Regions from separate parts of the Gossypium hirsutum genome. Here region 1 is linked to region 2. Evidence: chromatin contacts called from public Hi-C data. All regions are on one chromosome and are shown on one strand. The core of a region is the stretch at or near the end of the contact, and the rest is flanking DNA. Distances in the headings are between cores, read along the strand shown. Region 1 holds the start of LOC107950771 (F-box protein SKIP8). Region 2 has its middle 61 kb from the start of LOC107950768.

The links. Hi-C and Micro-C count contacts between places; a contact is called where the count stands out from the background.
Region 1: a contact with region 2 is called in a Hi-C map of leaf, with 3 times the contacts expected there. The contact joins the promoter of LOC107950771 here to the enhancer-like site in region 2. A contact is called at or near these places in 8 of 34 Hi-C or Micro-C datasets (hypocotyl, leaf and seedling).

What each region holds. Positions count from the first base shown.
Region 1 is chrD03:34,313,446-34,320,805 of Gossypium_hirsutum_v2.1, reverse strand. It overlaps LOC107950771 (F-box protein SKIP8), which reads right to left and starts at 2,175. Exons shown (of 3, transcript XM_016885729.2): 1 at 1,430-2,175; 2 at 1,115-1,311; 3 at 31-519. The coding sequence starts at 1,885. The coding sequence ends at 264.
Region 2 is chrD03:34,168,457-34,175,334 of Gossypium_hirsutum_v2.1, reverse strand. It overlaps the pseudogene LOC107950949. Among protein-coding and RNA genes, the nearest start is that of LOC107950768, 61 kb to the left of the region's middle. Within about 2 kb of position 3,229, at least 2 of the 9 cell types and tissues checked have an H3K27ac peak or open chromatin away from gene starts, as enhancers often do.

The DNA of each region.
Region 1 (7,360 bases), core at 926-3,425, 150 kb before region 2:
CCATCTTCAATTCACATGTACACATTCATGTGAAAAAAGAACTGAAGAATATATAAATATATACAGCCAAAATTATGATACTTAAGAAAGTAAAACAAATAATAAAAGGGCTAAAACGTTACAGGGACCTATTTACCACAAAAAAAAAAAAGAATGATCTTTGAAATAAATCCCAGAGAAACTTCCCGGCAACTTGCCTTTTGCTAATAGATTACTACTACTAAAATTATCCCTTGTATTAATTACTCTTTCATCTTCGGTTATCAATGAACAATTTGTTGTCCGATGTCACCGTCGGCCAGCATCTCCGAGCAGTGATGATCCACAAGGTACCAACGTCCATGATGAAACTCAAAGATGTTAGTCATGTTAAATGCCACGTTATCCATATCAACATAGGTTTTCATAGTAATCCAAGCCATGTTCGTTAATACCCGAGCTCGAACATCTCTAACCTGAAAATCAACCCCTTGCTCCCAATTAAATGCATGCTGCCAACTCTGTATTACAGCATTAAACCTGCAATGGATAACAAAAATGACTCTCGGCATTGACTGAATACATTATCTTTTGTCTATTCCGAAATTCTATTTACATAAAAGTGGCATGCTTTTGTTCTAACATATGCCTCATACTTATTAAAGAAAAACATGGGGCCTTTTCTCTTTTCTTCTCACAGTTAAATTGCACTAATATGTCAAGACAAAAGCATTTCTATGCCAAGCATGGCATTCACTATGTTCGAATAGCAAAACGCTGGTAAAACCCTTCCAATGCCGAAACCAAGACTCAAGCCATTAACATTGTGGTCATACAAACAACCTATAATCACCCTACAAATTAAAAAAGCTCTTCTCTATCTTCAAATATTCTTGGAATCATCAAAGCATTTCGGAGAAACATCTTAACTACACAAACACTCAATCGGCTATGCTATGTAACCGGTCAGCAAGTCCATGCAACTTAACCCAATCATAAGGTGAAAAAGATCTACCATGTTCAAGCAACAAGATACGAGCAAAAACTTATATACTGAAACACTATAACTTTCAGGCAACATAAGAACAAAAAAGAAGTGAACATCCTGATATTGAAGTAAGCAACATATTCATACCCTGAAAAAAGAACCCCTGACGCATGAATGCACTTTACATAATCCGCATTCAGCCAAAAACGACTCATAGCTGAAAGAGACCTATCTTTGATGATGCTAAAGAATTCGGTATTAACATTCATAATGGCTCTTGTAGCTGCGTAGTATGCCTTCCACCCATTAACAGGTGTTACTGTATCTTGCTCCAAAGTAAAATCCTAGCAAGCAAAAATATTAAGCCAGAAGATTTATGCTAAGAACCCCACTAATAGGTAAGTATAATGAAATAAATATTCAATTAAATCAAGGCAATAAAAAGAAGGGGAAATTGGGTACCTTGTGATAAAGCGCTTTCCAGGCATTATCATCATTAGCTGCCTTTCTCATAAGCGAATTAGTCATGGAAAGCCGACAAAGGCTTGGATAATCCAAGTAACTAAGCGCGTGGGTTGTAATCTCCGGGACCAACTGCTCCATCATTGACGCCCCGCTCTGCATCTCTGCCACAGCCTTCGAAACATCCGCCATCACCATATCCTCCTCCGCCGGACCAGCAGCACCTCCGTTAAGGAGCGCCGCAGAATTGGAAGTATGGTTGCAGGAGGAAGGTGGTTTGGCTTCTCTGGCTTGCTTTTTAGCGGATGACGTGGCGGTACCGGTTACGTTAGATTTGTGGTGGGGCCTCTTGAAGAATGAACGGACGGCAAGGAGGGAAAGGAGGGTGATGATAATTGCAGTGATCAACGGCTGATGGGATTGAAGAGCGATGGAGAGGCTATAGGCAATCTCCATTCATACGACATTAAATCTTCGCCGTACATTAAATAAAACCCTAGAAATCTCAATTGAATCCACAAAAAAAAAGGAAAATTAGAGAAAAAAATGGTCTGTTTTCTAGGGAAAATAATTAAAAATGTAAATAAAATTTAAACGAAAATTCATTTTTTTTCCAGAAGAGAGGGCGGAGAGTCGTAATCGTAACCGAGTCGAAGAAGAACTCAGACCAGAAAAATAGGTCAGTATTGAGGGACAGTTCTGTAATTGCGATTCATAGAATTTCTGCTTCGACGGCGTTTTGATGCATGTGTTCTTTTTAGTTTTTAATTTTTTATTTCGAATAAAATAACTATTATTTCTCCTCACCACAATTTTACAAATGTGTTTTTATATGAAAACCATAAATCTAAATCATAAAATATATAAAATATTTTAAATAATATTTATGGATATCTAAAATAATATTATTTCAATTCAAATAATAATTTAAATAATATTTTTTAATTATTTTAAATATTTTTATTATCTTGATTTGACTATGGATCAATATATTAAATTCACAAATAATATATTTTTTAAAAGTGAAGTGGATATCTTATTATTAATATTCGCATCCATTCCCTTAATATTTATTATCATAATGACAAATCTAATATTTGCAATAGAGAAGAGGGAAGTCACTCATCCAAGAGAGTTCAACTATGTGAAGAATGGTAAGATTCGGGAAGATCCATCTAAAAAGGTAACTACTAGATCTTCTCTTAGAAATACTTGTAATTATGTTACATTTATCTCATGCATTAAGCCTAAAAATATCAAAGAAACATTAAATGATGAATATTGGATATTGGTTATGCAAGAAGAGTTAAATCAATTTAAGAGAAGTAAAGTATGAACCCTAGTTGAAAGACCTTGAGATAAATATACTATAGGTATTAAATGGGTTTCTAGGAACAAGCTAGATGAGAGTGGTAACATAGTGAGAAACAAGGCTAGACTTGTTGCTCAAGGTTACTCTCAAGATGAATGAATATATTTTGATGAAACTTATGCTCTCGTAGCTAGGATGGAAGCCATTAGCATGCTTTTAGCTTTTACATGTTTTAATGATTTTAAATTATATCTAATGGATGTAAAAAGTTCTTTTCTAAATGGGTCTATAAATGAAGGAGTATATGTTGGACAACCACCCAATTTTGAAGATAAAAAATTTCCTCACCGTGTTTTCAAACTATTAAAAGTTTTATATAGTTTGAAATAAGTTCATAGAGCTTGGTATGAATGATTATCAAATTTTCTTGTTGAAAAAGGTTTTCATAAAGGAAAGGTTGACACAATACTTTTTATTAAAAGAAAAGGCAATGATTTATTAGTAGTTCAAATATACGTTGATGATATTATTTTTTGTTCTACTAATGATCTTCTTTGTCAAGAATTTTCTAAGCTAATGGAAGGTGAATTTGATATGAGCATGATGGGAGAACTAAATTTCTTTTTGGGACTCCAAATCAAACAAATAAAGGATAGTATCTTCATCAATCAAGCTAAGTACACAAAGGAAATGCTCAAGAAGTTTGGGATGGACACTCTTAAACCACAAGCTACTCCCATGAGCCCTTCTACAAAGCTTGGCAAAGATAAGGAAAGTAAATGTGTTGATTTAAAGTTATATAGATCTATGATTGACTCTTTGCTTTATCTTACAACAAGTACACCCGATGTCATGTTTAGTGTTTGCATGTGTGCTAGATTTCAATCATGTCCTAAAGAATCACATTTGCAAGCCTTTAAGAGAATCTTTAAATTCCTTAGAGACACTCTCAGTTTAGGTCTTTGGTATCCTAGAGACTCATCCTTTAGCTTGCATGCATTCTTAGATGCGGATTTTGGAGGATGCAAATTAGATAGGAAAAAACACCTCTGATAATTATCAATTCCTAGGCAACATGCTAATATCATGGTTTTCAAAGAAAAAAATGGTGTTGCATTGTCCACCACCAAAGTGAAATATATTTCTGCCATTAGTTGTTATGCTCAAGTTTTATGAATGAAACAACAAATTAAGGACTATTAAATTGATTTAGATACCATCCCTATAAAGTGTGACAATACTAGTGCTATTTGTCTCACTAAAAATCTTATCCAACATTCTAGGACTAAACACATTGAAATAAGAAATCATTTCATTAGAGATCATGTCCAAAAAGGAGAAACAGTTCTAGAGTATGTAGACATTTTGAACCAATTAGCTGACATTTGACATTTTTACAAAACCTTTAGACAATGAGAGATTTTGGACACTTAGGAGAGAACTAGGTTTGACCAACTTGCCTTGACTTTGTGTTGAATTTTTCCATGGACATAGATTGATTTTTAAATTTGTATATTGTGTTTTTATTGCAAAAAGCATGATAGTATGACATTCATAGCTCTTGTATTCAAAAATATTGGAGGAGTTTTATGTGGTTATTTGATTTATTTTGACCTTATTTATCTAGCATGATTTTTTTTACTCTTGTACTTGCTAAGAATGGACTTAATATTTTTAATTTAGCATTTTTTAATCTAATTTTTATTCATGAATCATATGCATCATGCTTAAAATTTTCATTTTCATGCATATGAAATCATTAGGGATGATCTTAGAGTCATTTTAGGACCCTTAGAACCCCTTAGGACCTAAAAGTTTCGTTTTTATAATTTTTCTGTACTTGAAAATTAGAACTGTAATTAGGTATCGATACCATTTAAAAAAATATCAATACTTTTATAAAAATATCGGTACCATTGGGTTTTTAAAGGCACCTACACCATGTTTCTTCAAAAGTAATTTGCAAAAACCCAGAAACTTCATTTCTCTTCATCCAAAAATCATTTTCTCATATTAAAAAATTCTTCAAAACTCTTGATTCTTTTTTGAAAAATATTGTCTTTGCAATCCTTTAAAACACCATTGCATCAAGATTTCAACATTTTTAAGGTAAACCCTAAAATTTTCAATCTTTTGATTTTATACAATGTAGGTTGGAATATTGTTTTTTGATGAACTATTGGGTTGATTTGGACTATATGCATCGTTTTTTGTTGCAAGGGGTATCCTCTTTCTAGACTTTTTCTTAAATTTTTTGCCTAAAACCCTTGCACACCAAGTGTTTGTCAAAATTCCTAAATGAATTTTTTTGGTGTTTTAGTGGTACTTTAGTGCTTAATTCTCAAAGTATGGTGCCTAAGAAATGACCTAGAACTGATGCATCATCATCACATCCTCCTAGTGGTCCTAGATCATCCTTCAATGCATGTTTTAGTTCTGATGAGTATTGTGAACATTTTGATAGGAACTTTGCGTCCAACAGAGTATGGGAGTCTAGGAGAGTTGATGTAGCCATGTTAGAAGGAATAAAATTTTCTTATCTTTCTATTTTTCGAAATTGGGGTTGGATGGATTTTCTTAAAATTTCCTCGCTAACTTTCTACAATCCTGTTCGAGTGCTTTTCTCCAATGCTAAACTTGAACACGATGAGTCCAATAACACCGTTATAGCTATTACTTCTTTTTTAATGAACACCCATATCCATCTAACTTTGTAGGATTTTGGAAATTTACTTCATTTACCTTCTAGAGGTAACTTCGACAAAAAAAGACCCTTTAATCTCACTCTCTTCATTCAGTCCGGATTAGCATCCGAACTTAACATTCATAATCGTGTCCTCCATTTGATCATTACTTTGATCCTACGTCCTATTAAGAAACATACTAAGCTTCATAAAACTGATTATTGGTGGCTCGATTCTTTCCATTTTGATAGGCATCCCAACCTAGCCCTTATCATGTTCAATGACATAACTAAGGCTATCAAGAGGGCGATGAGTACAACTATCACCCTTCCCTATGGAACTTATTTGTCATATAACTTTAGGAGGCTAGGCATTAGCACACTTGGAGACACCCCCATTTCTTCTAACCAACCTATTAGTTATGAGGCAATTCATCATGCCGGCTATCATTATAATGCCAACTTCGGTGCGTGGATTAAGAGTGGTCATCCAGTGGAAAATGAAGATGAAGACATTTTGAAGACCTTCCAGCACCTGAGCATGTTCTTTTACTTGAACATGTTCCTCCTCCGACTTCTTCCTTTCAAGCTACTCAGCCTGCGTTCGATATCAATGTTACCATCCTCAACGCTCTACATTCCTTGAGTCGCAATGTTTGGGGACTTCAAGATGAGTTTAAAGCTCATCGAGATGATGTTAAATCTCGATTTTCAGTATCAGAGATGCAAATGGAATCTCTCTTTACTCATTTTCCTTCGACACCTCCTTTCTCTCCTCATGATGACGATTAGAGTAGTATTTTAAGTTTGCATTTTTCTTATCATTGTTCATCACATTTGCACTATTACTTTTGCTCATTTTGTATATATATATTTTTTAACCTTAATTTTTTTATTAGTATTATAAGATACTCTGGTATTTTTGTTATTTATGCTAGTTCTCTATTTCTTTATTGTCATATATTTTTGAACTAACCATCTTTTTCTCCTCAAGATTTATTTGTCTTTTTTTTATATAACAAAAAGGGGGAAAAGAAAAAGGTAAATTGATTAATTAATATTATGCTTTTGCTAACCTTATGCAAATTATGTGACCATTTTCTTAAAAGTAAAAATGAATTTCAAGTTTTGAAAATGTATGCCAATTTTTTATTTAGGCCTTAAATTGAAAATAACTTTTATTAAAGGGAGCAATTTATTCAAAAACAAGTTTACCAATTGTTTTACTATATCAAAAAGGGAGAGATTGTTAAACTAAGCTTTATTTGATAATATGTTTTGATATATCAAATGAAGTATTTTTGAATAAAAGTTAAAATTGAACAAAATTGACAAAATGATTTTTCAATTCCAGTTTAAGAGACAAAATTTTAAATCTTTACTTTGAATTCTTAGAAAATTTTTAAATGAACTTCAAAATCAAGTCAAAATGATTTCAACAAAGTAAAAAAAAATTATACTTATCAAAATAATTTTCAAACAAGGCAAGATAGCTATAGGCAAAAAAGTTCTCACAGGTTCAACTTTATCCTCAAAGGTTGATCAATCTTTACTAATTTGATCATACTCCCTTGATTTTGAGGACAAGGTTTATGATCTTAAGGGAGTTGTAAGGTTAAACATTGTCCTCAAAGGTTGATTAAATTAGAAAATTTGGGAAAATCCTTAGTTATGGAAAGCTAAGGTAGTGGAGTAGGAAATTGGGGTCGAACCACTCAAAATTCTTATGTTCAATTTTTTATCCTTTGTCTCTAGCTTTCCTATTTTTTTTAAAAAAAATCAATTCACCTCCTCTTGGAAATTTTAGTTAGATCATTTAAGCTAATAGTTATGTAGCACAGTTGTGTATGCAGATGTTACACCAAAAGCCATTAAGTTTCTATTTATTCCTTTTACCCTGGAAGGATATGCAAAAGCCTGGTTAGATGCTCTGCCT
Region 2 (6,878 bases), core at 1,980-4,479:
ATGTTCATTTTAACAAGGTTAAAAAAACATATCTGAATGGTAAAAGAATTAGGGAAAAAATTAAGCTAAAAAAATGGGATAGAAAGAATGGTGTGGTATGAAAAAAATTGTCTAGGTATCCTATTTTTTTGACGAAGGAGATCCATATCCAAATGGGTTCTTACTAGCCCAGTTCCACTGATCCTCGCAGATCTCTTCAATGCCATACTTTGCTCTGTGAATAAATCCAAAATTCAACAGTATGAGTTGTTTGACAACAGGATGCATGTAGAACTATGCAAGCAGTTAATGACCCTACATTAATAAACTTAAAATTTTGCATGTATGTAAAGCTCTTACTTCCATTTCAATTCAGTCTCGGCCTTTCTTATTGAAGCATAAATGACTTCGGAATCACCGGATCGACGTCCGGCTATTTGAAGAGGGATTTTCTGATAAAAAGTAATAAATAAATACCATGAATAACAAATAAGTACAACTCAATATATAAAAATTTTAAAGAAAACTAAACAAGGAATCATTTACCTTCCCGGATGCCTTTTCAAATGCTGTAACCATTTCTAAAACTGATGTTCCCTTTCCTGTTCCCAAGTTGTATACCTCGCAACCTGTGATTGAATAGGTAATAAGGACCAATTCTACTGAATTTTAACTTCAATACGTATACTATGTTATATAAATACCTATTTTAGGATCAGATAGTTTTTTTAGTGCGGCAATGTGGCCATCTGCTAAATCAACAACATGGACGTAATCACGAACCTGAAAAGATACAAGAAATGGCCCCTTTGTCACAAGTGATCAAAGCATTGAACTCAATTTCACTAACAAATATTGATGTTTAAGCTACAAAAATAACCCAAAAGACCTAAAGCATGTTGGTTAAATTTCAAATTTCCCTTCCCTTGGTGTGAAAAAGGGAGCCAGAGCTTCATGGGGTTGGTCGACTTCATTACAAGGAAAGAAAGGTTTTGCTTAAAACATGGATTCACAGTGTCAAGGAGTAGACGAAATCGAGATTAACAATATCAAGCTTAATTAACAAAGAAAGTTGTTGGTAGAAGCTCAGTAGAACTCAAAATCATATCCCAGTTCATAAACATACTCAAAACGAATTCTGAAATATGAAACAAGATTCATTGGAACCTAAGAAGGTGTCATACAGAAAAAATCTTACCCCGGTACCATCCTTCGTTGCATAATCTTTTCCAAACACTGTCAATGCTTGCAGCCTACCAACAGCAACTTGTTGTACAAAAGGCATGAGATTGTTTGGAGTACCCCGGGGATCCTCACCTATGTGGCCACTGGGATGAGCACCAACTGGATTAAAATATCTTAGCAGTATGATCTTCCATTGAGAATCAGAATTACGGAGGTCGCGGCAAATCTCTTCAATGAAAAGCTGAACCACCATGTCAAATATGATTAGATGACACTATTCTTAATTGACAAATGCCAAAGTATTCATAATGGATTCATAAAAAAGAAGACATTGTTTCCTTGAGCTGCTAAATGGTATGCAGTTAAATGCTCATCGCATACCTTGGTTCGTCCGTATGGATTCACTGCAGACAGGGGGAACTCTTCTGTACATGGAACCTTCTTTGGCCAGCCATAAACAGCAGCAGATGATGAAAAGACAAGCTGCAATGTATCATATTAGATCGGTCAACTTCTAAAACTCAAGAAGCCAAAACAATCCATAAACTGAATCTAACAAGGTGCTAGTATGTTTGTGATTACAGTTTGATCAAGAAGAAACCGAAGTCTGTTTCGTCTCTGGTTCTAATGATTTCCATAGCAGATGCCAAAAGGGAAAAAAGAGAGCAAACACTATCCCACACACTAGGAAGGGAAAGAAATGTACATTGTTACATCCATGTGCAGCCATGACTTCCAACAGGAGTATTGTCCCAATGATATTGTTGTCATGATAGAGCAATGGTTTACTTACACTTTCACCAACTGCGTTTAGTCCAGCAAAGTGAATCACAGCATCAAATCTGATAATGTAATAACCTTAGAAATTTGAGCAAGTAGAGAAGGCACAATAAAAAACCAAACATATAATATAAATTCCTGACGGTACTTTGTCTGAGCAAATATTTTTTGAATGGCTGGTCTATCACGAAGGTCCACCTGCAGTTGAAACCAGTGGTCCAAATCTTAGTTAATACTTCAATGACTTCATGTTTTAAGTGATTTAATGATTCTTGTTAATTTTGGGACAATAATACAGCAGCACATGATGGATTTGATTTATAGGCAATATCAGACAAATCCCAATGTATATTAATTGAAGCAAAAACATAATAATAGAGACCCTTCAACAGTTTCCAGATGATAAAAGAGATAACAATTAATTACCGAAGAAAAATTTTATGTTTAAAGCTTTTAAATATTATCAAGAAAAACAATTAATAGATCCAATCATTTCCCATTCAAAAGAGTCCTTCCATGTATATTAAAAAAAAGGGGGGTAAAATACAGATCAAAAGACATGGGAAAAAACACTTTTTGGGAACCGACAATAAAATAATACAATTGAAACATTAAACAAAACCAAACGGACTATATTATTATATTCTTTTATATTTAAGGAATATTCACCGACTTTAAATCTGTTTAATCAAATTATTATGTTGCTTAATTAAGCAGATTTTGACAAATATTTTTAAGTATTACCATTTAATGCATTTGATATGGAATTCACAAGTAGAAAGAAGATCATATTCTCACCGATTCTCTTAAACTCTTCAACTTATTTAACTTTTAAAAGCACTTATAAATTAATAACATAGTTGAATGGAAATCAATTCACGAATTCCTTCATTAATCAAACATACACCAAAAATAGATAATATGGCAAACAGAAGCAGAAATTTTAAGAAAAAAAGAAAATGTGAAATTAGTCTACTATTTGCAACTATTTCAACAGTTTTTTTTGTGTAAAAAGAATTAAACATCATATGATCGAAATTTTACAGCGTAACACGTTGCCAGCTATAGCAAATTCGATTAATCAAATTTAAACTAATTACACTCCAAATTAACAATGAAAACTCAAAGATTAAGTGAGATTTCTCTCTGGCAAACCAACTAAGCAGTCTAGCATTAAAATAATTACAAAACTACACATCTTCAATTTTCTTCTTTAAAAAAAACCGTAAATAGGTGAATTCAATCGTTCAACGAACCTGGTGAGAGGAAAGGTTCCTGCCGAAACCGCGAGTTCTTTGACTCTTTTGGGAGCAACATCCGAGGAATTGTCGAGATTATCAACAACCACTGTTTTGTAACGGCTTAACAACAACTGCAACACCGTGTGGCTCCCGATATAACCGGCTCCGCCGGTCACCAGAATAGTCTTCGACATATTCGAACCAATCAAAACCAAAAAAGAAAAACTGAAAGTAAAAGAAACTGAGAGAAGAGGCGAGCGTAACAGAAGGCTAATAATAATTCTTTGAAATTAAAAGGGTTTAATGGAATGAAAAGGAAAAAATAGAAGAGAGAGTCATATACAGGGATTTAAATTGCGGTTGCGGTCGCATTTTCGGTTCTATTACGTTTATCGCGATTGCGGAGATGGTATTGCGGTTATTGCGGGTATCGCCATAGTGAATTTTACACTACTTATGGTGTATAGCGGGTTTCAACAATAGTAATTTTGGACGGTACCGTTATCATTATATAACGGCCACTATTTCAATAACGGACTGCTATTTAAATCCCTAGTTATATATAAGCGCACAGAAAAAAGAAAAAGGAAGAGAGATATTGAGAATGAATGAGAAGAATAGCCACGTGGAGTGAAAAGGGTGAAAAGGCTCCCTACGACCGGGGATTTTGGATGGGATGGGTTTTTGGAGTAAACTAATTTTCTATTTCTTCTTCTGCTGCCGCCGCTTTTTCTTTTTAGAAGGTATATTCGTATTGGGGTGAACAAATGTTTTATTTATACATCTAATTCTTGTTAAATGTTATTTTTTGAATAATGTTTTAAATATATCTCATTAACTTTTATTAACCCACACCAAGAATGTTGTATATAATCAAATTACGGATGCAATCCAATTAATTGGTGTCAAACAGGGGTAAAAATTATAAAAAAATATTACAAAAACATAAATTTTGAGCATCAACAATCTCATGTCGCATCACATGATATAAAATTTATAATACCACAAAAAATGAATGGACTTTTTAAACTCGTTTTGTATTTATTGACGATTTCTTTTTGATAAATTATAAAAGAAGAGAAAGAATAATTAATACGATTCGAACGTGTGATTACTTTAACATCAGGTTAATGCACGGAATTCACATTTTGATTCAAACGAAAATTTAAAAAATTACATTCCATTTATTTATACTTATATTGGCTGCAGATTTTTCAAATGCCAAAATTACTTTCATGTTCTTTCTTTCATACGTAAACACGAGGAAAAAGAAAATTAATAAAACATACACAAGTAACTAATCAACACTTATAAACTTTAGATTTTCTATTTATCTTATTTTATTAAAGTAAAATCAACAATACACCATTTCTTTCTTCTTCTTTTTTCATCATGTAATTGAAGTTTTAGTGTGAATTTTTTTTGGATAATTTTTACTTTAAGATTTTTTTTTGAGAAAAAAATTTGAAATGAAAAGCAAGATAGTAGGGTTATTAATTAAATAATTTGTGTATTAGGTATTTGTTTTTCTTGATTGAAAAATTTGTCGACCATTTCATTCTAAAACAATTGAGATTTTTTTTCTTAGCTGAGTAAAAAGCGAGTACTAGAAATCAACCAAGAAAAAAATTCTAATTTTTTTTATTGTAATGGTCGACCAATTTTTCCAATCAACAAAAACGAAAATCTAAGAAGAGAAAGATTAAGTGTTATTGGCTTTTTTTTTAATAAGGTAAGATAAATACAAAATTTAAAGCTTAGAACATTTGTTTTGATTTAATGGCTAAATTTTGAAAGTTCTCATTATAGTTATCACCCATTAAACACCACATAAAAAAAACCAAAAACTAAACATGATATAATAAAAACATAACACCACCCTAATATAAATTAGATTATAATACACATATTATGTGGGTGAAAAAATTACATAATAAATTTATAAAAATTTTAATAAAAATAAAATGCTTCTTTGGTTGAAATGGTAAAGTTGAAACAGTAATATTTTGATTTCAAATCTTTTGGTTCTTATGATCTATCTATGTGTATTCTTTTTAAATTTATCGAAATATAAATAGATATAAATATCCTCAATATAATAAGCTTTTAGTATTTTACAACGAAATTTGAATTGATTGCCGAGTGACATAAACTCCATCACTCTTAATAACAGTATGGTATACTTAATAATAGTAAGTACACCATTATTTATGTAACAAATAAATTTGTCAAAAATTGATATAAAAATCAAATAATGCTTTAGTTAAAATGATAAAATTAAATATTTTAAATTTATTGTGTCATGGGGTGATATCTCATTATAATTTAGTTTTTATTGATTTTATATAAAATATAAAAAGATAAAAAAGTACTCTAATAATAATGTAACCTATTTTGTATATAAAAGGCATTTTAGTCACTTTTAGCTGAATGAGTGTCCAATTGACTCATGACCCCAACTCAGTTAGAGGCCTAAAAAATTATGTAATAAATATATTCATTAATAGTTTATATAAAAACCAAATAACCCTATGTTTGAATTGAGTTCATATAAAAGAAAGGAAAGGAAGATATTTTCCCTTGTTTGAATAATTTCTTTTGTTTTTTAAGTAAAGGAAAGCTAAGAAAGTTTAGTAACTCTTGCTTTGTCTCAAAATGTCAAATTTTTAATTACCCAAAATTGGAGGGAAAGTAGAGTAAATGAATTTTTAAAATATAAAATATTCTTTTTACCCTTTTATCTAGCTAAATAAGGCGTTTAGGCCGTTTTTATTTTTTATTTAGGCCTTTAGGTTGATTTTAATTTTAATTAGGGAAATAGGCCGGTTTTAGGAGAGGGAATGCGAAAGCACATCCAGCTAGGCGCGCTTTACTGCCATCTGTCAGAAAGCACGCCCAGCTAGACGCACTTGCCCTCAACGGTAACTTCAACGACTTTTTGATCGTTGCCCGCACCAAAATGATAAGAAAATGAAAACCCTAACGATAAATTATTTTGACCCTATAAATACCCCTTAAATTTAATTTTTTTTCATTCACATCCTTCTTTCAAACTCTCTCAACTCTCTTAAACTCTTTGTAACGCCCTAAAAATTTGAATGTTTGACTATTGGATTCTATTGTAATTAAGTCTCTGTATCTGTGGTTATATGCTCTATTTATATGGTTGAGGTCGAGAGTGCAAGCCGCATCTTTAGAAGTTTTGTTATTTTATTTTAAGATAACCTTTATCCTTGAATTACATATTTAAATCTAATTCTGTGTGAATCTATGTTAAGAATGAGCCTACTGGTTCACTGGTTAAGTATTTGTATTTTGTATGGTCCTGTGTTCGAGTCCTAAGGAGTGCAATAGGGAACATTTTTACTAAACGCTAGGAATCTGATTGGTAGTTAATTAGGATTTAACATTTCCATCTTCCTTTTAATTTCCTTTCTTTTATCATTCTTCTTCTTCTTCTTCATTTTTCTTTTTTTCTTATCGATTATTTTATTTTTCTTTATTTTGATTATTGTCATAACTGAATACGAGACTAATCAAAGTTATCCGTTGTTAGTTGCATAGATTGAAAGGTTATTGCGAGGGGATATCGGGAGTAGTGAACCTCAAAACGTCAATCTGAGTAATCGTTGTTGATCTTTCGACTTTGAAAGTCTTCTGAATCGTTCAGACTTCAAAATTACTTCAAGTGCA